Linked DNA regions of Sus scrofa: region 1 is linked to region 2. The links are chromatin contacts, called in public HiChIP or PLAC-seq maps. All regions are on one chromosome and are shown on one strand. Each heading gives the region's core, a stretch centred on a gene start, on an enhancer-like site or on the middle of the called end of the contact. The rest is flanking DNA. Distances are from core to core; before and after follow the strand shown.

Evidence for each region. HiChIP or PLAC-seq counts read pairs in DNA pulled down with a chosen protein or histone mark.
Region 1: an H3K27ac HiChIP or PLAC-seq map of skeletal muscle shows a contact between it and region 2. The contact joins the enhancer-like site here to the promoter of PGRMC2 in region 2. A contact is called at or near these places in 1 of 5 promoter capture datasets (liver), 6 of 47 Hi-C or Micro-C datasets (embryonic fibroblasts, fetal heart ventricle, fetal liver and 2 more) and 2 of 2 datasets of contacts at active chromatin or transcription factors (alveolar macrophages and skeletal muscle).

The regions. Positions count from the first base shown.
Region 1 is chr8:96,607,052-96,611,210 of Sscrofa11.1, reverse strand. No RefSeq gene overlaps it. Among named protein-coding and RNA genes, the nearest start is that of JADE1, 45 kb to the right of the region's middle. Within about 2 kb of position 2,785, at least 11 of the 83 cell types and tissues checked have an H3K27ac peak or open chromatin away from gene starts, as enhancers often do. A contact at or near this core is called in skeletal muscle, where this site is marked.
Region 2 is chr8:96,690,857-96,695,229 of Sscrofa11.1, reverse strand. PGRMC2 (progesterone receptor membrane component 2) reads right to left here and starts at 2,407. Exons shown (of 4, transcript NM_001097521.2): 1 at 2,234-2,407; 2 at 1,966-2,231. The coding sequence starts at 2,382. LOC102166663 (a long non-coding RNA gene) reads left to right here and starts at 1,662. Exons shown (of 5, transcript XR_002346425.1): 1 at 1,662-1,790.

The sequences.
Region 1 (4,159 bases), core at 1,536-4,035, 84 kb after region 2:
AATTCTTCGGTAGAATAAAAAATATTTAACTAAAGTAATGGGAAACTGAAAGCATTTCTTATTCATGATGTTATAAAAATACATTTCTTGTGCCTTCAACTGATAGTTCTGTTTATGATTCTCAAATATATCTATTTCTAGTCATTAATTCTCACTTTTACTCTAGTCCCTGATTAAAAACCTCTTATAGGACATTTCTAATTAGAAGTTCTGTCATTACATCAGTGTTTACATATCTAAAACCAAATTAATATTATCTAAGAACCCCAATAATCTCTACCCAGATCTCAACATCTATTATGAATATCAGTAATATAGTCTCCAGGATTTTGTAAATTGAGAATAGTTTATAGCAGAAAAATTCTGGAGTAGTTGTCAGAATCTGGGGGTGTAGTTTAGATTCTGCTGCTTGGAGATACATATTATTTTGGTTAATTCACATAGCCTTCAGGATCTGTTTCCTCATGTCCAAAATGCGGGGCCTGGGCTAGATGACTCATTTATTTAATGAATTTTCTGCATCTACAGTGTGTCAGTTAGTTGCTCACAGAGCCTTGTGTGGGGATATAACGTTGACTGATCTGGACACAGATCCTGACATCACAGACCTATTCTCTAAATGTCCCCTTCATCTGTTTCTTACTGAGTCCCATTGATTTTGTCCTCACGGTCTCTCTGCTTGGACTCTTGCTTCCATCTCCTGCTGCTATCACTTTAGTTAGCGAGGGCTCTCACCGCCTTGTGTTGGGCACCTCCAGAGCCTCCTCCCTGCCTCTGTCTATTCTCCCTACACTAAGCCATGCTGCACAGTGCACTCTTAACAGGTAACTCTCCTCCTTAAGAATCTAATGCTTCCTAATTCCTCTTATAAATGATTTCTCATTTTTCATCATTTTTTTCATCACTGTTGTCAAGAATCTTATAATTTGTTCTTACTTAAAGTCTGATTTTATCTCTTTTGTCCAATATGAAACCCATCTTTTGTCAGGCCAGTCTTCTCATTTTTCTCCACATAAAGCTCACTTCTACATCTCTGCACTTGGTGGGTCTCCTTCCTGAGACACTCCCCTCTACCTCACCTCCTGACTGATTGGACCCCCTCCGGATTCAGTGCAAACCACAAATTCTCTAGGAAGCCTTCCGCAGAACCCACAGGCCACCATCCCCAGTTTCTCATTTGTCTTCTAAGACCCCAAGTGTATATTTTATGTATTTTGGTCATTTGGCTACAGACTATTATGGTATCCTCACTTGTTAAATGTATAGGTCTTACAGCTTGAATACCTTTGGGAGCTCTTTAAGCACAGGTATAGTTAGACACTTTTTATGGCCTAGCCCAGGTTCAGGAACATGAGTATAAAAGTTAAGACTGCACTCATAAGTCTGGATGCCTCGGTTTTTAACATGGCTTCATGTTTTCCTAGCAGTGTGACCATGGTTAATATACTTATTCTCTCTGAGCTTTCCATTTTCTTATTTGCAAAACTGGAGCAACCATATTACCTGTCCCATTCAGTTATTACGCATATTACTAGTACTTGGTAGTTAAAATGAGTAAAGTGTTTAAAACAGATCTTGGGATATATTAGGTGCTCAAGAAATGTTACCTATTATTATTTAATTGGATTATTGTTGGAACTAAATGGGATAATTCATGTAAAACCTTCAGCATAGTGCCTGGCTTATGGTAAGTTTTCAATAAATTTTAACTATTCTTATTATTATTCTATGTAGCAGGCGAGGAGGCTTTGTAGATAAGAAAATGGCCCTAGTCATAGTTGTCGTCAATTTTTTTTTTTTTTTTTTGCTATTTCTAGGGCCACTCCCGAGGCATATGGAGGTTCCCAGGCTGGGGGTCTACTCCGAGCTGTAGCCACTGGCCTATGCCACAGCCACAGAAACATGGGATCCGAGCCGCATCTGCGACCTACACCACAGCTCATGGCAATGCCGGATCCTTAACCCACTGAGCAAGGCCAGGGATCGAACCCTCAACCTCATGGTTCCTAGTCGGATTCGTTAACCACTGCACCACGATGGGAACTCCTGTCATCAAATTTTTGAAGTTTATGAGGTAGCATTGTAATGAGCTCTACTTTTTTTTTGGCCATGCCCAGGCCAGGAATTGAACCTGCACCACAGCAGTGACCCAAGCTGCTATAATAATACCAGATCCTTAACCCTCTGTGCCACAAGAGAACTCTAGTGATCTCTATTTTTTAAAGATAAACTGAGGTTTAGAGAGCTTAAGTAACTTGACGAGGTCATACACCTAGAATGATGGAGCAAATTAAACACCCAGGAATCCCAGCTGCAGAAGCTGTATCTTTTAAACCATTATTCTCATGCTCCTGGTCCTTGACTAGGCAATGTAGGGGAAATTTTGATTGGGTAGTGAAAATAAATATGGAATTTGCGTTTTCACAGTCCTGTTTCCCATCCTGGCTTTACCACTTATCTGGGCAAGAAATTTAATCCTTCAGAGGTTATGTTTCCTTATCTGCAAGATGGGGACAGTAATACCTCATTCATATGATTGTAGTGGGAATTAGAGAGGTAACATAAGTAAAGCTTCCAGCACAAGGCCTAGCCTTTACTAGATATTCAGTACATTTTGAACTCCTTCTTTCTCTCCCCTTTGAAAATATGAGCCAAAGGTTATACTTTTTAGTGCCTTTAATTAGTCTGTGATATGAGTTAAAATACAACACAGCAACCAGATAAGCAGCCCATAAGACTCAGCATTCCATTGTCCTGACTTTGTGTTATAAATAACCAAACATGGCTGGTATTCATGACATGTGAACACCTGGCACAACTTATTCATGACCACTGTCAATGCAGTGTTCTTAAGTGGATGGCGTTCTTTCTACAAGTTGTGGCACGTTCCAGTAGGGAAAGTCTTTTGCCAAGCAGGTGGGGGTGAGTAAAGAATTTGAAATTGCAAATATAGTCTGAGTTGGGAATGCTTGGGTTTGCATGTGAGGAACAGAGAATGCTCCGACTTTGAGGAAGCATTTCAGTGACTCTCTTGAAGGTCATATCCCTCTTTGATGAGTATGCCACTGGAATTTTCCAAGGCTTGTTTTTTACTTTAGTCTTTGGACTAGGTTGGTGGTGACACAATCTGTGATTGAAAATAGCATGAATAATTAGGTTAGAAAGAACATTAATGTCCCAAGATGTTAATAAACCCAGCTACCAGGAATTCATAGGTAGGAATTCCCTTCCTTAACTTGATTCCTAAATAGGCACAAGTTATATGATACATTTCAACAGCCAGTGAGAGAAAATACCAACCTCTTGCCTATGTTGTAACCTTCAAGTAGGCAGTACAGAGGCTACACTTTCCTTTTCTTCCTTTTAAAAATTTAATCAAGACTGTTATCTTACACTGAATGGATTATCCCCTGTGATGTCACTGCTCCCTCTGAGGGGCAACTGCTGGCCAGTACAGTCACAGTCAGCAAAGACAATCAGCACCTTGGGTTTCCGTGTGCTTTCCTGTTCTATTTCCCATCTGAGCTCTCATTTCAAAGATTCTTCATAATAGACGTCTATCCCATTTCATGGGATTAATTTAGGGATAAAAATTACTTCCTAAATATATCCTGCATAATAATTTGCATCAACATATTTGAAATATTTCACATCTGTGATGGAATGAAAGTGGTTGATAATTAAGAATAAAGCCCTCAAAATAGCTACATAAGAAAAATGTAGTGATTTTATCAAAGCGACTAGATTAAAGAAGTAGTGCTCTGAATGTAGATTGTTTGAGTTCAAATTCTGGCTCTGACACTTATTAGTTGTCTTACCTTGGTGGGCACCTTAGCCTGTCTGCGCCTTATAGGGCCATGATGAGGATAAAATGAAACAGTATAAGTAAAACCATAAAACAGTACCTGGCTTGGAATACCTTTCAATAAATGTCAGCTATTTTTATTATTATTATTATCAGTATTGCAATGGTCAGAAAAGTTGGACTCTCCAAGAGAAAATTAAAAGGTACTTTTAAAAGCCCCTATACTTGAAACTAACTAATCCTTTTGAAGAAACATGCTTATCTGTAAAGAAAATGGTTGGATGGAGAAGGCTGGGATTCTTTTTCTGCCCTTTGAATGGCTAGGTGGAACTACAAAGGGGAAAAGGAGTGGGA
Region 2 (4,373 bases), core at 1,158-3,657:
GAAATAATTGATTATCACTCAGCCTCTTCATCAGGACTGGAAATTGGTGGAAGTTAGCCTAAAATTGACTTCTCTTGTATCTGAGGAACTCCGTCACTAGCTCAAGCCACACAAAGGCTATCTACATAATAACTACTACTCTTATCTTAATTTTAAAATGTCTGTTGCAGAACTTTTGCCACTGGATACTGCCAAACTGTGTCTACGACTGTTTCTCTTAACTTTTTTTTTTTCAGATAGTGGCAAGGCATAATGTGTGAAGACTAGTATGCTTCTTTGCACTAATATTTTGGTTGCTTCATTGTCATTTTAGATAGGGACTACAGAGGCAGATATTTTTGGTTGGGTAAATGCTATATTAAAAATCTAAACCTGTACACAATTTCTAACCACAGAACACACATTCTGTGCGAATCCTTGACTTAAAAAATATATCAAATAAAATATTTAATTTGGTCTGTCCGTTTAAATAATGTACTTTGGCCGTATTGTATTATCCCACAAGCTCTTTTAAGTAAACACACAAAAATAACTATTTCAGCTGATATGAGTTGGAAGACTTCTGGTTTTCATTTTACTTAACCAGAAGCAAGTAGTTTATCTATGACTTGCATTGAACATAGATATGCACACAAAATACAAGCAACTAAGAATCTCCACTTTCTTATTTCTATTCCAAATAACAAACAACACACCAAAGCACTTCTAAAGTATCTTCCTGCCACTAAGCACAGAAATCAGAAGTATATACTAATTTGCAATTGTCAATAAATCACACATACTAACAGATTAAGAGGAAATCAACTTGTTTTTAGACTTACCCTGGCTTGGATGTATTCTTTTGAATAACAGGTCACTTTAAGTCTCTAATTTTATTATTTTTATTGTAGCCACTTTTTAAAAATTTAGAATAACTACAAAACCAGCATGTACAATGTTGCTCAATTTTATGGTATGCCAACAAGTTCCATGAGTCTGAAGTTTATTAGTGTTATCTGGAAATGTATGTTATAACTACATTGCAAAAGAAGGGTTTCTAAACCAGCAACCTAAATATACACAGCTCTCTAAACGCAAAGTTCCAAAAACTTTTGGCTTGCAAAACTGGTGCGGGGTGGGGGTGGGGGGGTATGAATTTATAGCTCTTTTTTTTTCCTCAGTGAAAATACAATAAGTCATAATCAACGTGTATTTGAATACCTGCCTTCCTACTACCAAAAAAAAAAAAAAAAAAAAAAGAAAAAGAGAAAGAAACCGGACAGGCATGCCTGCTAGGTATATGAGCTCCACCCCCAAAACTCAGGGCGAATACCCTTGCCAGTATTTACTAGGATCTGCATTCTGGTATGCTTCATCTCACATTCATTGTTAATCTTGGAAAGCGTCTCCATACTAAAACTATTTTTTTTTAAGGTTGAAGTGTTGCTTATGTACCCGGACTTCATAGAGGGTTGGGACTTGGAGCTACGTGTACCTAAACGTGGCCCTATGAGTACTAGTAGAGAGAAAAGGGACATCAGTGGCAAAAAAAGAGTAAAGAAAGGAAAGCTGTGAATTACAGGGCCAAAAACTTTAGGTCCCTACTTTAGAAATTTTCCTTCTCTCCTGCCCACTACCATCCCAGGAGCTACAGTCTGAGGGCCAAGGTGACTGACGACAACTAAAAGGATTTTTTAAAACTCAGCACAAGAAAAAGCTGCGAGAAGAGTTGGGAAGAGAGAAAGATAAGAACTGAGAGCTGGTTCCTGGGACAACACTGGGACCCCGACTTCGGGGGAGAAACGCTGGAGGTGCCCGCGGCTGGGCTGGGTTGGGGACGGGCTGTCTCAGGTGCGGCAGACAAGGCGCGGGGGTCCAGATGTCGAGAAGGCTGCCAAACTAACCCGGTGCCCACGGGCCCTCCCATCAGAGGGGGGTCGCGCTTGATCTGCAGGGGGTCCTCACCCTCCCCTTCCAACTCCTCACCCGGGCCGTAGAACTTGCTGCCTTTGGTCACGTCGAAGACTTTCCCATTGACCGCGAGTAGGATGCGCGGCGTGCGGGACCCGTCATACTGGCGCAGCTGCTCCAAGCTGAAGTCCCGCTTCTTCATACGAGGCAGAGAAGCGGCTGGGCTCTCCTCGCCTGCCCCGGCTCCGGCGCCCAGACCCCGCCGCCCCCAGCGCACCCACAGCCGGTAGGCCCCCAGCAGCACTAGCGCCACCAGCGCCACGTTCAGCAGCATCTCCCCGCCCCCGTCAGAAGCGCCAACGCCGCTGTCGCCCAACCGCCCCCTTCTGCTGCCTCTCCCGCGCCGCCTGGGCTCTCGCTGCTGCCGTCGCTGCTGCTCTCGCTGCCACTCCCTAGGGTGCCTAGCTTCACGTCCCCATCACCCGCCGCCATCACTGCCCGCCAGCGCCTTCCTCCTCCTCCCCGCCCCCTGCCCGCCCCAACCTCACGGGGGCCCCGCCCATATGGGGGCCTCTCAGCCAATAACGTGAGGGTAGGGGGCGGGGCCAGATGGGCTCCCGATTGGGTGTTGACGGGGTAACGTTGTCTAGGATCCCTCCTCCACCTCCCTTCTTTTGCAGGCCGCGCTCGCGTGCGGCGCCCCGCCTACCTCGCCCCACACTTCCCTGCTTTTGCCCGTCATCTCTTCTAGTTGAAGTAGAAGGGGCGGTCCTGAAAAGATGCTGCGCGGGACGCGCGCGCGCATAGGCGGGGCAAAATTACTGCGCGTGCGCGGGTTCCGGGGCGCCACGCGCTCTCCTTTCCAATGCAACCCCTTCGGAAGGCACGCTCCGCCCAGTCCCCTCGCTGTGCGCGTGCGCCTAAAAGTCTCTTCCCTTCCCAGGCCTGGGTTGGCGTCCGCGAGCAGTTGCCTGTCTCTTGTCGCTCCGCCCGTGAGCTTCACGTGCGCCGAGGCTGCTGCTGAGGCGGGGCGGTCCCGGATTCCTTTCTGAGGGCATGAGTGGCTAGTGCGAGGCCTCGGCATAGTATTAACTGCTTTCGCAAATCGGTGAGGGGTGTCTCTCCCCTTGGACGCCGTCGCGCCCGTCCGGAAGCTATGAGCGTGGGCACTCAGGCAAAGCTACCGCCAGAAGTTTTGGCGATGAGCTGGTCTCCTGGCGCAGAGAGTGTACATAGAACCCGCATTGGAATTGTTTGGCAAAAGGAATCTACGTGCTGTCTGCGACAACGAGTAGCCACTCCCCAGTGGTTTTGGCCAAGGCTACTCTTGTCCAGTTTTCTTTCAGGTTTCAGTCTAAAGGTGTTATTCCTTAAGTCGTAATTTCTGGGGCGGTAGGGAAGTAGATGGGATAAGGTGGCCCTTCAATTCATTAGTTTAGCTTTATTTACAGTTTCTTTTCATCTACCTGGGCGTTGTAGAGTCTTAGCCTCACGTCCTTAAAATTCGGGTATAAGTGTCACCTGTGAAGCCTCATTCTGGATCTTTCACCTCACGCGCGCTCTCTTCATTTCACATACTCCCTTAGGCCTGAGTCTGTTTTTCTGCGTCTCAGTCTATGCCCCGCCCCGCCAAGCTGCTGTAAACTACTCTTGTGGTGAATGAAGGTTGTATCAGGGGAGTAACGGTTTCCGTTTAATCTTGAGGAATTGATGAGATGGAGGAGAGACGTGGGGGAGTATGGTATGCATATTAGGGAAACTAAGTGGTCCACTTTGGCTTTAAGTACTGAAGAGGGGCAAAGTCTGGAAAACTGAAATTTTAGTCTTTTGTATCAAGGGGTAGACTTGGGCTTTATATTGCCGGTTTTGGAGAAGCCACTGAAGATATTGAAGGGGCAAGTGACAGATGAGAGCTCTAGAGAGATTATCTACTGGGATTAGTATGAAAGATTGGAGTGGGGAAAAGAATGGGAAACCAGTTAGTAGGCTTCCGTATTTGTGCAAGAAGTGAGGGCTCACAGAACTAATTGTGCCATGAGAGCAAGGGTCTGCAGGCTTTTCTTTTTTTAAAGGGCCAGATATTAATATTTTAGGCATATTTGTCATAATTACTGAACTCTGCCTTGTAGTGAGAAAGCCTCTATTGACAGTATTTAAAGGAGTGAGCATGACTGTACCCAGTAAAACTTTATGAACACTGAAACTTCAATATATTTTTAGATATCATGAAATAGCATTCTTTTGACTTTTTTCCAATCATTTAAAAATGTAAAACTTTTTGTTGTTGTTGTTGTTTTAGGGCCACACCTGTGGCCATATGGAGGTTCCCAGGTTAGGGGTAGAATTGGAGCTGCAGCTGCTGGTCTATGCCACAGCCACAGCAACTAGGGGTCTGAGCCACGTCTGCCACCTACACCACAGCTCATGGCAACACCAGATCCTTAACCCACTGGCCCACTGGGCGAGGCCAGGAATCAAACCCG